2 separate regions of the Macaca fascicularis genome follow, and region 2 is linked to region 1. A link is a contact called in public Hi-C data. All regions are on one chromosome and are shown on one strand. Each heading gives the region's core, a stretch centred on a gene start, on an enhancer-like site or on the middle of the called end of the contact. The rest is flanking DNA. Distances are from core to core; before and after follow the strand shown. Region 1 overlaps PCNX2 (pecanex 2). Region 2 holds the start of SIPA1L2 (signal induced proliferation associated 1 like 2).

What was found. A called contact is a pair of places that touch in the nucleus more often than the background predicts.
Region 2: a contact with region 1 is called in a Hi-C map of skeletal muscle, with 10 times the contacts expected there. The contact joins the promoter of SIPA1L2 here to the enhancer-like site in region 1. A contact is called at or near these places in 2 of 2 Hi-C or Micro-C datasets (liver and skeletal muscle).

What each region holds. Positions count from the first base shown.
Region 1 is chr1:15,867,043-15,873,930 of T2T-MFA8v1.1, reverse strand. All of the region lies in intron 8 of PCNX2 (pecanex 2), which reads right to left. Among named protein-coding and RNA genes, the nearest start is that of PCNX2, 52 kb to the right of the region's middle. Within about 2 kb of position 2,765, at least 1 of the 6 cell types and tissues checked has an H3K27ac peak or open chromatin away from gene starts, as enhancers often do.
Region 2 is chr1:16,475,893-16,482,780 of T2T-MFA8v1.1, reverse strand. It overlaps SIPA1L2 (signal induced proliferation associated 1 like 2), which reads right to left and starts at 3,647. Exons shown (of 21, transcript XM_073996454.1): 1 at 3,577-3,647.

The DNA of each region.
Region 1 (6,888 bases), core at 1,516-4,015:
CTTGTGTCTCTTCTCCGAGTATTTGCTGGTTATTCTCTCGCATCTTTTGAAGTTATAGACTGTAAGCATCATAATCATCTAGAAACACAATGTCTAAGTAACTTAAAGCCAAAGATTTTCCCACATTAATACATATAAAGTGAAAGCGTTAAGTTTCAAGAGGCATTTTCTCTTCCTCCAAAACAATAATGGCAATGGAAATATCCCAAGCCTATAGTAACTATTCTGTGAACTGCAATACACGATACTTAGCACATCTGGTCTCAATTATCCCATTCTCTGGTGAATCTTTGGTAAACTAGTTTGGTTCAGGGCTATAGCAGAGATAAGTTTATTTAAGTTAGATTGAGCTCCAAGCAATAGCAGAAATAGTGACTAATGGTGGAAACTTTTAAAAGTGCTGCCACTAGAAAGTAATAAAGATGGGCCTGGGGCTAGAATCTAGCCTGGGCCAGAAGAGTGCACTCCTATATGGAAACAGTTGGGTCTCAAATTGACCATGACGATATTCCACCACACTGAACTCCCCAGATTTTCACCATCTGAGTTTCTACAAGTAACAGACAGTCAAAATACATGTGCTTCTTCTACACCGTCTCACTGATGTTGGAAAAACATTTCCTGAAATTCTTCACCTTCCCCAGAGTTTAAAGACGACAGCCCACCGCTCTCAGGGAGGGGACCTCCCTTTTTCTGCCTCTTCCCTTGTTTTTCAGGCTTCCTCCGGGGACATGGGCACGAGGCCCACAGAGGGACACAGACATGAAAGTCGCAGCAACATATTCAGTATGTAGGATGTTTAACTAAAGCAGCACTGTTCTGCAAACCATAACCTGTTATTTTGAATTGTTTTACAGTCGGCAAAAAACTCTTCTCTTATGTTACAGCAAAATTTGTGTGAGTATCAGAGAAAAAGGCAGCGACACCGTGGAAGTGAGGCAAGGTCGGGAGCATGGGACCTGACTGCCATCATGTGGCGGCAGTGGCTGTGGCCACCCGAAGAGATCCACACTGAGTGGCAGGGCCAATTTTCAGGCTTTCAGAGAAGATGCCCCAGAGAACAAAATCTTTCTAGAATCAACCTCACAAACCTTTTGTCCTTATGACTCTATGCCTGGGTGAAAGTACAATCTCTTTCTAACATGTCTAAGAAAACAAGATAAGAATGACAGCGAAAGGAGCAAAGAGTAAAGAGTGAACGCCAAAAAGAGAGGACATGGAAATTTGGGAGGGCAGACACTATTCCAAGGCAGACCCAGGTGATCATCTACCTCTTGCCAATCTTTTTCACCTCCATGTGATCAAAGGCACCAAGAAACTGCAAAAGTTTTTCAAATTTGAGGCAGCAAATATCTATCTCTCTACTACCCAAATTAAGTGAGTGAGGCAGCTATATGCATACCTCAAATATTTGTAATAAAAGATGAAATTTCCAAACTATCATTGAATGGCACATGGTACTGGGTATATCTAATACTGAGAGAAGTTACAACGTTTTACTCTTCATTTTGAATATCTAGTTGACTTGTTTCGTTGCCCCACATTCCTGCTCAGCTACTCCAAACCAGAGTGTCACTATTATTTATTCTGACTAAAGTTAAAAACCCAGTCTAAACAGACACGATTACTTCTTGCTGCTTTCTGCCTGCTTATCTTCTCTGGGAACCAGGTAGATAATTAAACATTGTGGCTTTAGAGGACTTTCCTGAAAGTTAATCCCAATAAGTAAGAGGTCTTTTTGAGATAAGGGTCAGAGAAGCTGATAATGTCAACAAAAGAGTAAGAACTCTGAGGAGGTAGTAAAGATTAAGTATAGGGCTTCAGTCCACCTTTGGAGTATGGTACACAGCGGGATTAGAGATTTAGGGCAGCTTTCAAACATAAGCCTAATTTATAAACTGAAAATATCTACTTCAATCTTTGCTACAATAATTCAAAAACAAAAGCCATGAATAAGTGAATTCACATAAATATTTATATTACCATCCTACTCTATTTTTTAAATAAAAACAAGTTGAAGTTCCATCCTTGATAAAAAAAAATTCCCCAAAAAAGTCCTGCAAATGAATTTGCTACAGAATGACTCTTCCATTCAGAAGAGTACCATGCCTACTTTATGAGTTATAGATCCTCAAAATGAATGTAAATATCATGTCTTTCCAATCAGATTTCACTGGGGAGCAGATGATATGCATTTTGCATGCATTTCCATTAGATTGTTTATGACACTGGAAAAGCCAGATTCATACGGAAACATGGTTATAGATTGTTCATAGAAGAACGTTCTGCTATATTACTTGGATTAATTTAAACACAAAGAAATATAAATATTTGCTGAACAAAAAAGAGAAACCATCAAGCTTTAATTACAAGCTCTACTGAGTAGTAATAAAAATTCACTCTGCAACAAACCCTTTGCACTCAAAAACACATTTCAACTTTCTAAGCAGCTTCACCTCCAACTTCCTAGGCAGATTGCCTACTTCCACTTCGGTTTTCCAGGCAGATTAGCAATTCCAACTTTCCAGGCAAATTAGTTCATTTTGGCTCTGAACTATTGAATCAATCTTGTGTTCTGGGTAATAAAATACTCAAGTGGATTTATCCTCTGGCAGTTTTTCCTACTAGCAATTCTAAAGGCTGCAATTCAAGTTGTAGTTTCCTCATTCCAGTTTCTGGGGAAAGCAGAACTGTGCTAGCTAATGTTACCAAAGGTACCTGCTCTATGGGCAGCTATCGTACAAGCAGAAAATGCTGCTGTGTTTCTGGAGCAGTCCACAAGAACTGCACTGGTTCCCACAGCGACAGTGAGGCCACGGAGAGAAGTCTGTTTCCTCTCCCGGTTTCCTTCAGGAATCCCCAAAGAGACATCAAGTTACATTACTAACAATTCCCTATTCATACTTGGGAGTCAGGGATATAAAACTGTCCCATGGTAACAAGGCTGAACAATAGCTAAGAGGAATGGCTTTTTTGCCAATAATAAGAATCAGTCATTTAATGGCCCAGTTGGAGACAATCCCAGCCACTGAAGTCACCTCATAGGGAAAAACCTGCTTTTCCAATATATCTTCCATGGCTGAATGACTTACAGCCCCAAGTAGGCATCCTTCCAAGTTCAAAATCAAAGTTTATGTTTACTGTAATAGAAGAACTTAAAATCAAATTGCATTAAAAGCCAAGAACATCATATTAAAGGACCTACTCTAAAACTATACATGCCAAGATGTTGGAACACAACAGGTTAATAAGGGGAATGCCTTCAAATCACATAAACCAACTCATAAAGGACTAGAGGAAAGGCTTCCACCTGGCCCAAAGTATTTTTGTTATATAAAATCGGGTGTTTTGTTATAAAAACTCAAGAAACAAAAGTCAACATCTTTTGGTATATCAAGTCACAGTGCACTTTACCTGAAGTCCTTCTGCCTCTATCCAAAGATAGTAACAACAGCCAACATTGACTGAGGGCCCTCTATGGCAGGCACTGTCCTAAACACTGCATGTGTACTATCACATTTATTTATTTATTTATTTATTTATTTTTTGAGACGTAGTCTTGCTCTGTTGCCCTTGCTGGAGTGCAGTGGTGTGATCTTGGCTCACTGCAACCTCTGCCTCCCAGGTTCAAGTGATTCTCCCGCCTCAGCCTCCCAAGTACCTGGGATTATAGGTGCATGCCACCACACCCAGCTAATTTTTGTATTTTTATTAGAGACACGGTTTCACTATGTTGATTCGGCTGGTCTTCAACTCCTGACCTTGTGATCCGCCTGCCATGGCCTCCCAAAGTGCTGGGATTACAGGCGTGAGCCACCATGCCCGGCCCACATTTAATTTTTAAAGCAAACCAGTGAATTATTACAGAGGTATTATCTGCATTTTTTTTTGTTAGAAAATGGATACTTAAGATGGTTAAGCAAGTTGCACAATGTCAAACAAAAAGTAAATATCAGTGCTGGAATTTGAACCCAGATAAGTCCGAGACAAAATTTGTGTTCATATAGCTAGATACTAAACCTCTGATTTCAAGGAAGTAAAATTCTCAATGTCAGATTTTCCTCTGTTTTTAGCTTTCATACAGACAGAGAAAATTGTTTCCTTATGAACTAATAAAACACAGGGCTGGACTGGGCATGGTGGCTCACGCCTATAATCCCAGAACTTTGGGAGGGTGAGGAGGGCAAATCACTTTGAGTCCAGGAGTTCGAGACCAGCCTCGCCAACATGACAAAACCCCATCTCTAGTAAAAATTAGCCAGGTGTGGTGGTGTGTGCCTATAATCCCAGCTACTTGAGAGGCTAAGGCAGGAGAATTGCTTGAACCCAGGAGGCAGAAGTTGCAGTGAGCCAAGATCACGTCAGTGCACTCCAGCCTAGGCCACAGAGCAAGACCCTGTCCCAAAAAAATAAAAAATAAAAATAATAAAAACTCAGGGCTGGAAAATTTGAGTCTCTACCTCTGATTTCTATGTAGATTGGTTTAAAACGGGTCATTTTACAGGTTTCATTTTACTGTACTTCCCCACTTATAAAAGGAGGAGATCACATTCTGTGTTCAAATGCGTTGATCTGGCAAACTGCTAGTGCTTTGGCTCTCCCTCTAACCGTCCCATCAAAGATGAGGGATTTATTTGTTGAGGTCGTTTTGATAATCCCACATTCATCAGGGTTGTTTTGCTCTGCACATAGATTCCCATCACTCCTGCTGCATAGAGAACAAACCACACTCCTCCACCAGTTTCAGGTGCCCCAGGGCCCTACTCGGCCCCTCCTGTTTAGCTTCTCCTGCTGTCCTTCATCCCAGAACTCCAACTGGGCCATCTTTGTCACTTCCAATGATTCATTTGATTTAATCCCACATTTATTGAGCACCTACCTATAAAGGGCTAAGTGAAGGCTGGTTTTAGATGCATGCAATCTAGAAAAAGAGATGGGAACTCTCTACAAGTAAATGAGATACCAGGGAGAATGTGATCAGCATCCTCCTGGCAGCAACTTGAAGAGATGAATTTATTTTCACAGGGAGGACTGAGAAGGAAAAGAAGTATAACAGAGGCAGATTGTAACTTGAGCTTTCAAAGATGAGAGTTTCAAAAGGGAGCAATGAGTGGAGACCTTAGCAAGGTGGTTTGGAGGCGCCTGCAAAGTGGGAACCACCAAGGGCGTCTGGATGCCGCACATGTGCGCAAGAAGAGCTGAGGGCAAGCGCTTTCCCACTGGAGAGGCAGGGCAGAGGCTGACCACAGGTAGTGCACAGGCCACAGTCAACCACGCACAACCTGTGATCTGTAGTGGTATTAAAAAAAAAAAAAAATTAAAATCGGCTGGGCGCGGTGACTCACGCCTGTAATCCAGCACTTTGGGAGGCCGAGGCAGGCGGATCACGAGGTGAGGAGATTGAGACCATCCTGGCTAACATGGTGAATCCCTGTCTCTACTAAAAATACAAAAACATTAGCTGAGGCCAGGTGGCACGTGCCTGTAATCCCAGCTACTCAGGAGGCGGAGGCAGGAGAATCACTTGAACCCAGGAGGCGGAGGTTGCAGTAAGCCAAGATCGCGCCACTGCACTCCAGACTGGGTGACAGAGGGAGACTCCATCTCAAAAAAAAAAAAAAAAAAAAAAAATTAAAATCAACAACATGAAACAAAATACACTTTTAGATACAAATATGCATTTCTAGCTCCTTGTGGAAAAAACTGGAAAATCCTGTCACCTGGGGCTTATGAGCCATCATAAGTAGACTAACATAGCAGCAGCCCTTCAGATGGGATAAATGCCCTCCGATTTACTGCAGCCATCACCACTCCTCTCTACCATTCCACACTGGGCCCCCCTCACCTATTTATCACACCTGCCTGGGCGCTGAGGAACCCTGAGCCTGTGACGCCTCTGTGGGGGATGGGAGCAGGGAGGGAGACTCACCTGTCCATCAGCCGCTTACTATCTACATGAAGCTGAGCACTTCTGACAATCAGTCTTAGTTTCTTTATCTGTAAAATAGAGCTAGTATCACCAACCTCGGTTTGTTGTGCAGATAAAATTAGGTAATTTAACACTGAGCTTAGTGCATAAGTGTTTAACAAATGGTGGCTGTTACTACCAGAGCTACTGCAGGCAAGTGCCTCGTTCAGAGCCACGAACTGCCGTAATAGTACACATGGGAACAAGGGGTAAGGTACAAGCCACTCAGTCCTTCCATGTGGCAAAATCCTGACCTGCTGGCATTTCACTGGCTCTACTCTGGTTCCATTCTTTACCTCTACCATGAGAGACGGAGATACAGCAATGACATCCCCAGGTGCACATGAGCTCAGACGAGTGCACACACGTACTAGTATGTTAATTCAGAAATTCAAAGATCTAAATTGAGCCAGATGGCTGGTTCTTATTCTGCTTTCTGAGAATTTTTCTTTCAGATAGCCAACTCAAAGATTCCCAAATCATCATTACATCATGGGCTTCTGCAAAAGACAAAGCTTATAACAAATCCAAAGAAATTAGCCCCCCGTGAATGGGTAGCACAGCTTTCCATGTGTCAGAGTCTGGGGAGAAGTTTGAGACAATTGGAATATCCACCCTAAGCCTGTCAGACAGCAGTTTAAATCCAGAAGATCATCTGACTGACATAGGACTGACTCGTTTTTCTTGAGCACGAATTAAACAGATGGTAGCGCCTTAACTGCTTTTCCAGAACTACCTAGGGAACAGCTTCAATGCTGTAATTTTGCTAAGTGAAGTGACTGCAGTTTTGTGCTTATGCATCTGACAGGAAGCACTGTATATCTCCCGTGCCCAAATGGGCCGCTGAATGCCACACCACCACATAACAAAGTCCCCTCTATTATCTATCTTAAGGACTAACTATACATATAATAGCAAAC
Region 2 (6,888 bases), core at 2,398-4,897, 610 kb before region 1:
TCCATACATTTAAAGCTCTTTGAGAAAATCCATGATTTAAATACATAAAAAGCATTTAATGAAAAACATATACTTAAAGCAACTGGGTAAAATCTGTGGCCCATACTAAAAGCCAGAAGCTCCACCCCCATACCTATGATCCAGCTCTTGCTTTATTTTCCGGACCAAGTGCTTACACTGCTTCTTATACAAGTTCATTTCACCCCATCTATAGGTAGCATGTGGGTACTGATAAAAGCTGTTTCTGATTTCATTTCCTACTTCCCAGATGTTTGCTCTGTAGTTTTTCTTTTTTCTTTTTCCTTCAGCTATTTATGAATACACTCTAATTTAGAACAAATTCAATATGTCTTATTTTAAGCTGGGCAAGGCACACAATAAATGAGCACTACCAAGATAATTTCAAGATATTTATCCAGCGTATAAGTTTGCCTACCTAGGCAAGATTTGGACAGGCTGCCATGATCTTGCTTTAGAATAAAAGTGCTTAAAAAACATCACTGGGAGCCTGCTGCTGCTGTTACTGCTGAAACTACGGGCTATTGTGCTTGTCATAAAAGGGCTTGTGCTTAGAAATGAAAAAATCAAATATCCTCTGGGGAGAAGATGTCCCTAACACAATCCCTGGTATGAATCATGCAGATACTTTAACTGCATCTCTTCCCAAAATGGATCAATGGAATCCTTTTGGAGGAATCAACGTGATTTATACCCAAAACTTAAGATGGCATTTTCTCATGAATACTACTCTCTTATAACTCTGAATCAAGCAGTGAAATTCAATCAAGCAATAAACATCTTTTAAGTGGAAATATTGTCTAAACGGGATGACAAAACAGAACTCTGAATTCTTTAAGTAAGTCCAAACATGAAACAGACATTCTTAAATGATGTAACTAAATACAGTAACCAAGTTGTCTCTTGAAATTCAACTTTAGGAATGCCAAAAATAATAGGCCACCTCTCAATATCCGCAAAGATACTGGTATGTGTAGGTTTTCTAGGAAAGTAATAAAAAGCAACAGTTTGGGAGATCTTTTTTCTTCAATTACTAATTGTAACACTAGAAAAATTACAACCTAGGCTGCACACAAACGCAACTCAAATGGGCAGTTTACTAAACGTCTGTCATAAGAAAGCCATCTAGTGTTAACGTTTAGAATGGAGACTGCAGACAAAAGAGGCAAAGAAAAGAAAAATCTGTGCGACTATTTTGAACTTCACTGAGCAAAGCCATGAGAACCACCAAGATTCTTTGAGGGTTTTTTTCCTTGATTTTTGAAAAAAGCCATCCTTGTCAAAACCCAGTCTCAATCTAACCAAATCAAAGATGTCTACAATTTTATTTTGACCAAAATCGTGTTTTGTTGAGCATAATTCCGTGACCAATGCACTTGATTTTTTCCAATACTCAGGCCAGAGTCATCTTGGGCTAAATTAATTTAACTGAAGCAGGTTAATGATGACAAATATCTCCCAGAGGAGTAATGCCAAGTTGTTCTCTCTTTCCGAGAAGCCTCGGCTCCTCTTGTAGATGATGAGCCGAAATTGATTCTTTGGGTTTGCGGCACGGCTGAAAATTAATCTGTAGGTTTTCCTGGGGATATTCCTAGGACGTGGGCAAACTACCCTCACTGACACGGGAAGACCCGGGGAGGCACAGGAGCTGGCAAAGTGGGAAGAAAGGTCGCGCTGAGTGAGAAGGGCGCTCGCCCGGCTGCTCACGGTCTTACAAAGAGGGATCCGTCCCGGTGAGGGCGCGCGCTCGGGGCGCACCCCTTCTAGAAGGGGAATTAGCCCCGCAGCAAGTTCGGCGTCAGCCCGCGAGGCGCGCCGGGGGAGCTGCGTCGGGCAACCGCGAGCCCTTCCAGAGAGCGTTAGTCAGAGCGGAGTTCTGGGCACCTGGAGGAGGTCCTCCTCAGTGCCTGTGTCGCCGACACGGGAATAACCTTTCAGACGATCGATAACTTGGAGAGAACAGGCGGCGACGGCTCCTCTCCTAGCCTGGGCCCGGGAGCGCGGGTGCATCTGCGTCTACAAGCCGGACCCTGCCCCGTGCCCCTCGCACCCCCGCGCCCCTCGCCGCCGTCAGCCCCCCGAAGGGCATCCCCTTCCCCTTCCGGACAGTCACCGCCTGGCCGTAGCCATCCCGAACCTACCCTCGCCACGCTGCCCGTCGGATTCCCCGACACGAACCTTCGCAACACCGTCCGCCGGGACCTGCTACAGCCTGTGCGCGCCGGGCGGCGCGTACCGGGGCTGCCGCCTCGCCGCCCGCCGCTGCCCCGGGCTGCCCATCGGCCCGGACTCTCCCCGCGCCGGGCTCCGGCGGAGGCGGCCCGGACCCGCCGGCGGAGGCTGGAGCTCTCGGCCTGCACTCGGGCGGCCGGCGGGGGCGCGGCGCTCTTCCTCCGTCCTCCTCCTCCTCTCGCTCCGCCGGCTCCTCCCGGGCTCCCAGTCTGCCGCGCCGGCTCCCGATGCCACCGCCCGCCCGCCGGCGGCACCGCCCCCCGCCCGCTCTGTGGGCTCCCATTGGCCGCCGCCTGCAGGCCCCCTCGGCTCCGCCCCACGATTGGGCGCGGGCGCCGTCAGTCTCACCGCCCGCCGGGCTCCAGGCTCAGCCGGTGCGCTGTTCCCAGGCCCCGCGGCGCGCGGGAGCGGCGCGTCCGGGAGGGGCCCGAACGCCTTTCTTGGGGAGGGGGCTGTGGAGCGCAGCATGAGCGGCGCTGGGCGAGCTCGAGGGCCGGGCAGCCTACCTGAACCCAGGCTTATAGAGAGCTGTCGCCGTCCTCGCCGGTACTCGCTTTCGTCCCTCTGAGGAATAAGTTAAAAACCCCGAGTCTGGTTCTGAGCCTTCCTCTGGCGCAGGCGCGACCCCACCCGGCCCTCCTGTCGCCCAACTTGGGACAGACGCGGCGGCCGGGCGTTTGGATCCGTGAGCCTCGGCCGCTGGGGCTACATACACAGCCCAAGACGCCACAGAATCGCCGAGGCCGCGCAAACGCCCAAACGGCCGCATCTCGAAGTGATCCCATATGAAGAAGACAGCGCGAGGAAGCAAGACCCTGCTGTGTGCCGGCCCCCGGAGGGCGCCCCGGGCCCGGTGGGTCGGAGGGTGGGGAATCACAGAGAAACACGCAGGCAGTAAAATCTTAGGAGGACAGGGGGTGCCAGCGTGCAGGAAATGCTGCTAAGAGACCTTTAGAAGCCAGGGAAAACGGAGAGACCAGCAGTTCCAGGCACCCGCATGCCAGCCCGGTCCGCTCAGCCCTTCCTCCCTGCCCTCCAGGCAGCGCTCAGCCCACGGTAGAAATGTCTTGGATCGTTTTTCCGACGAGGAAAAATTGAACTTTTTATACCCAACGTTTCTACTTTCTTAGAAATGTTGACTCACCTTTGAGGAAGCATTACTTGAAACTATTACTGTAAATTGCTTGACATTTGAATTAGATGCAGAAAGATTAAAGGGTCTCAGAAGAATCTTTTAAGCTAGACTGGAATTGACTGCCTAAATGGACAGCAACAGTCATCTATACGCAGAAATAATAAAGCAGGTGGAGGGAGCCTCTAACTTACCTTCCAGCGACACCGTAGGATTTCCTGAGCAGGCCTTTTTGTCAGAGTTTTGAGCTGGGTTCCCAGAGACTGGATTGGGGCTTTCAGTTCCTCCCCTTCTAGAGTCAGACTTCTTCCTGAAGAGAGAATGTTATCTCTACTTCCCTATCACAAACACTTCCTAGAACACAGCCCTGTTAAAAGTTAAATACAGGCGGTCCCTCCCACACTATATTTCTCTGTGATCTAAAGCTGTACACATTATACAATCTTTTGTATCTCTTTAAATTATAGGTATAATCTGTGGGATTAGGTATGACTAAACAGGTCAAAAAGCAATCCTGTGACATAATACAATTCCTGAGCACTCCAGGTTTTGATGAGTTTCCCAACTGTCACCCCATTATCAGCATTTACAAGATTGTCATGTATTCATTTAACAAACATTCGTGGAGATCCTCTGATGTTCCAGACCATGCTAGGTGCTGGGAATATAAAATGCACAGGACATAAGGCTCGGCTCTTCAAGAGCTCACCATATGACAGGTGTATTCTCATTCATTGTAGATACTCTACAAGAGATACCAACATTATCTCCTATGTACTCAACAAAACCCTACAGGAGCAGCACCCGTGAAGGAACTTTTCCTGGGAGTGCCTAGGGAGGACATACTCACGTTTCACCTTATTGCACGTTTCATTGTCTGTAAGGGCCTTGAGGAGAAGAACTACATCTCCTCCAGCATTTTGATCCCTAAAGCACAAATCGACTGCAGCTCGGAGCAGATCCTGGATCAGTGGGTGGTCATTGAGGTGGGTCTTGCTGCTACAGCTGCAAATGTCCATTGTCTAATAGATGAAGAGGAACCCACTCCTTAATATCCAATACATAATGATCATACATGGAAGTCTGACCAGACACTCTTCGATGACGGTGCTAGCCGCAATTCTCACCCTCTCACCTTCCCATCCCACTTCTTGTGCTTTGCAAACTAAAACTGAAATATCCTAAGTCCCACTACCAAGGTTGACAGTATTTTTTTTAACGCCTGTAATTGATTCTGTGGAGTAAATATTTGTGTGCGTTTATGAAGGTCCATGGGACTTTCTGACTTTCCCAGAACTCCACGTCACATGAGGTTGGCCTTCATCGGAATGTTCCTGCCTTCGGCAGGTGCTGAGTGAGCCCCTTTGCTGTGCAGAACAATGGTGATACATACAGGCAAGAGCAGAACCCATAAGGTATGCACCTCACAGTCAACCGCGAGAGATCTTCAAGAGACACATCTCAGGAATGATTCTGAACCTTCTTCACCAAATAAAATATTCCAGAAATAGTATTAGATTTTAATGTGTGTGTCCTTCCTTGCTAGTCTTCCTACCAGCAGCCCTCTTGTTTCTTGCCTTTTTAGGCAAACAGCCTGAAACTTAGCGCAGAGACGGTGGAATTGCAGCACGTGTGAAGATATCAGTGCATCATTTTGGCCTCAGGACATCTTACTGAAAATAATTCTATATTAAAGCTATACATTTTGCTTAAATCAAAAAAAAAAATCAATGGTGAATTACAAAATTGTATTTGCCTAAAGGCTAGTGTGAACTTACCACTTTCGCCTTCTCGCAGGCCAAGGTTTTCCCTCCCCTTGTTGCCCAAGCCTCACTTTCTATCCCTCAAAACTCTTCTTTCTTCTGTGAATTGCATCATGTTCTAGGGGTTCCCAAAGAAACAAACTCAAGGGATTAATTCTTTTTACAATTTTGATTCAGCACATCCACTCCTGAAATAATTCCAACATCACTCTTACCTATTTTTCTCTAAGTGTAAAGAGAGCTGGAGTTCAAAGACATACCAACTGTCTACCCTGTTCCAAGGTTTTGAACTTCTTGGCTGACCTTACCTGGTACTTCTAGCTATTTACCTTTGAATTTAGCAAAACGGAAGTTTTGTTTTCTTGACACACTGCAGCAGGATTCTACTTACAGATGAAATGTGTACACTGTAATAAACCTGAATAGCTAAGTTAAATAAGGGTTTATACTCCTATCCTTATTTCCTCCTTCCCTTTTCTATTACTAACCATCTTTTAATAAGTATTTCTTTTATGTTAAATGAATAGGTATAATTTGCAACAAATACGCTTTGAATGCGTATTACGTTCGGGGTATTATATTAGACTCTTTAAGGACCCAAAGGGCAATATTTATTAGAGTATGTGAATTTTATGACAAGGAGAAGAACTTGAGAGCAGGTGCTCAAGATCACCAATGAGTGGCGCCCACAGGGAGAGCAGGAGAGCCAGCCACCTGGCTTGGGCCATCCAGCAAAGGCCTCACCAAGGATGTGAAACTGACAAGGCAAGAAGGAGAGAAGAGAGCACTCTACCCTTGGTGAGATGAAGCACGGTGGGTGCAGACACAGCAGCCGCCTGTGCAAGGCATGTTTGGGAAACAGTGGTGCCCTTTGGCCAAGCACAGGCTTATTCACTTGTATAACAAACACTTACATGGCACTTCATCCATGCCAGGTTCTGTTTTCCTCTTAAAAGGGAAGTTCTCACAGGCAGACAACCGTATGGGTGCTGCTGCAACTTTTCTTTCTTTTTTTTTTTCTTAAAGAAAACCTCTTACAACAGAAACATGTTTGAATATGGTCTTGTGAAGTAAATTAAGAAATGCAAAGTTCTGTTGCAATTTTTAAAGAAATGGTTCAGCTGCAGCTCCGAACAAAGCACATGTTTATCTTAAAATGAAAACCACTAGAATAACATAAAACCAACAGAACAACATAAGTGATGTGCTAAGTACCCTATACTGTCCGTAATAGCCTTAGAAGAAACCCATCTAATACAAAAGTCTCAGTTCTGTGGATATCTACGGAGGCCTACTATGTGTTCAGTTCTGCTCTGGGGAATGCGGATTATTACAGATAAATAATGAAATTATCCTCAAGGAAATAAAATACTACCTAGCTGGGAGTTTCACAGAGGAAGCAATTCTCAGATTACTGCAAAGACAACACATTTAAAATGCCAATTTGAATTTAATGTTGTATAGATGTGTGACACGGAGATCTGGAGTGGCCAATCTTGGATGGCGTGGTTAAGGATCACTGACAAATGTCCTTCAGAAGGAAAAAGTTTCTTGAGTTCTTAATCATATGTTTCAGAAATTTAAAATCCTGTATGTTTGTCTTTGCTGTAATGTACCCAATCTAATGTATCTCCAAGTATCTTCTAAGACAGGTGGTTTGTTTCTTTTCTGATGATTCAAACTCTTGGCCATAGCTATTTTACATTTTATACCCCTTTTATCTGTTTCACTTTCTCTACTCTC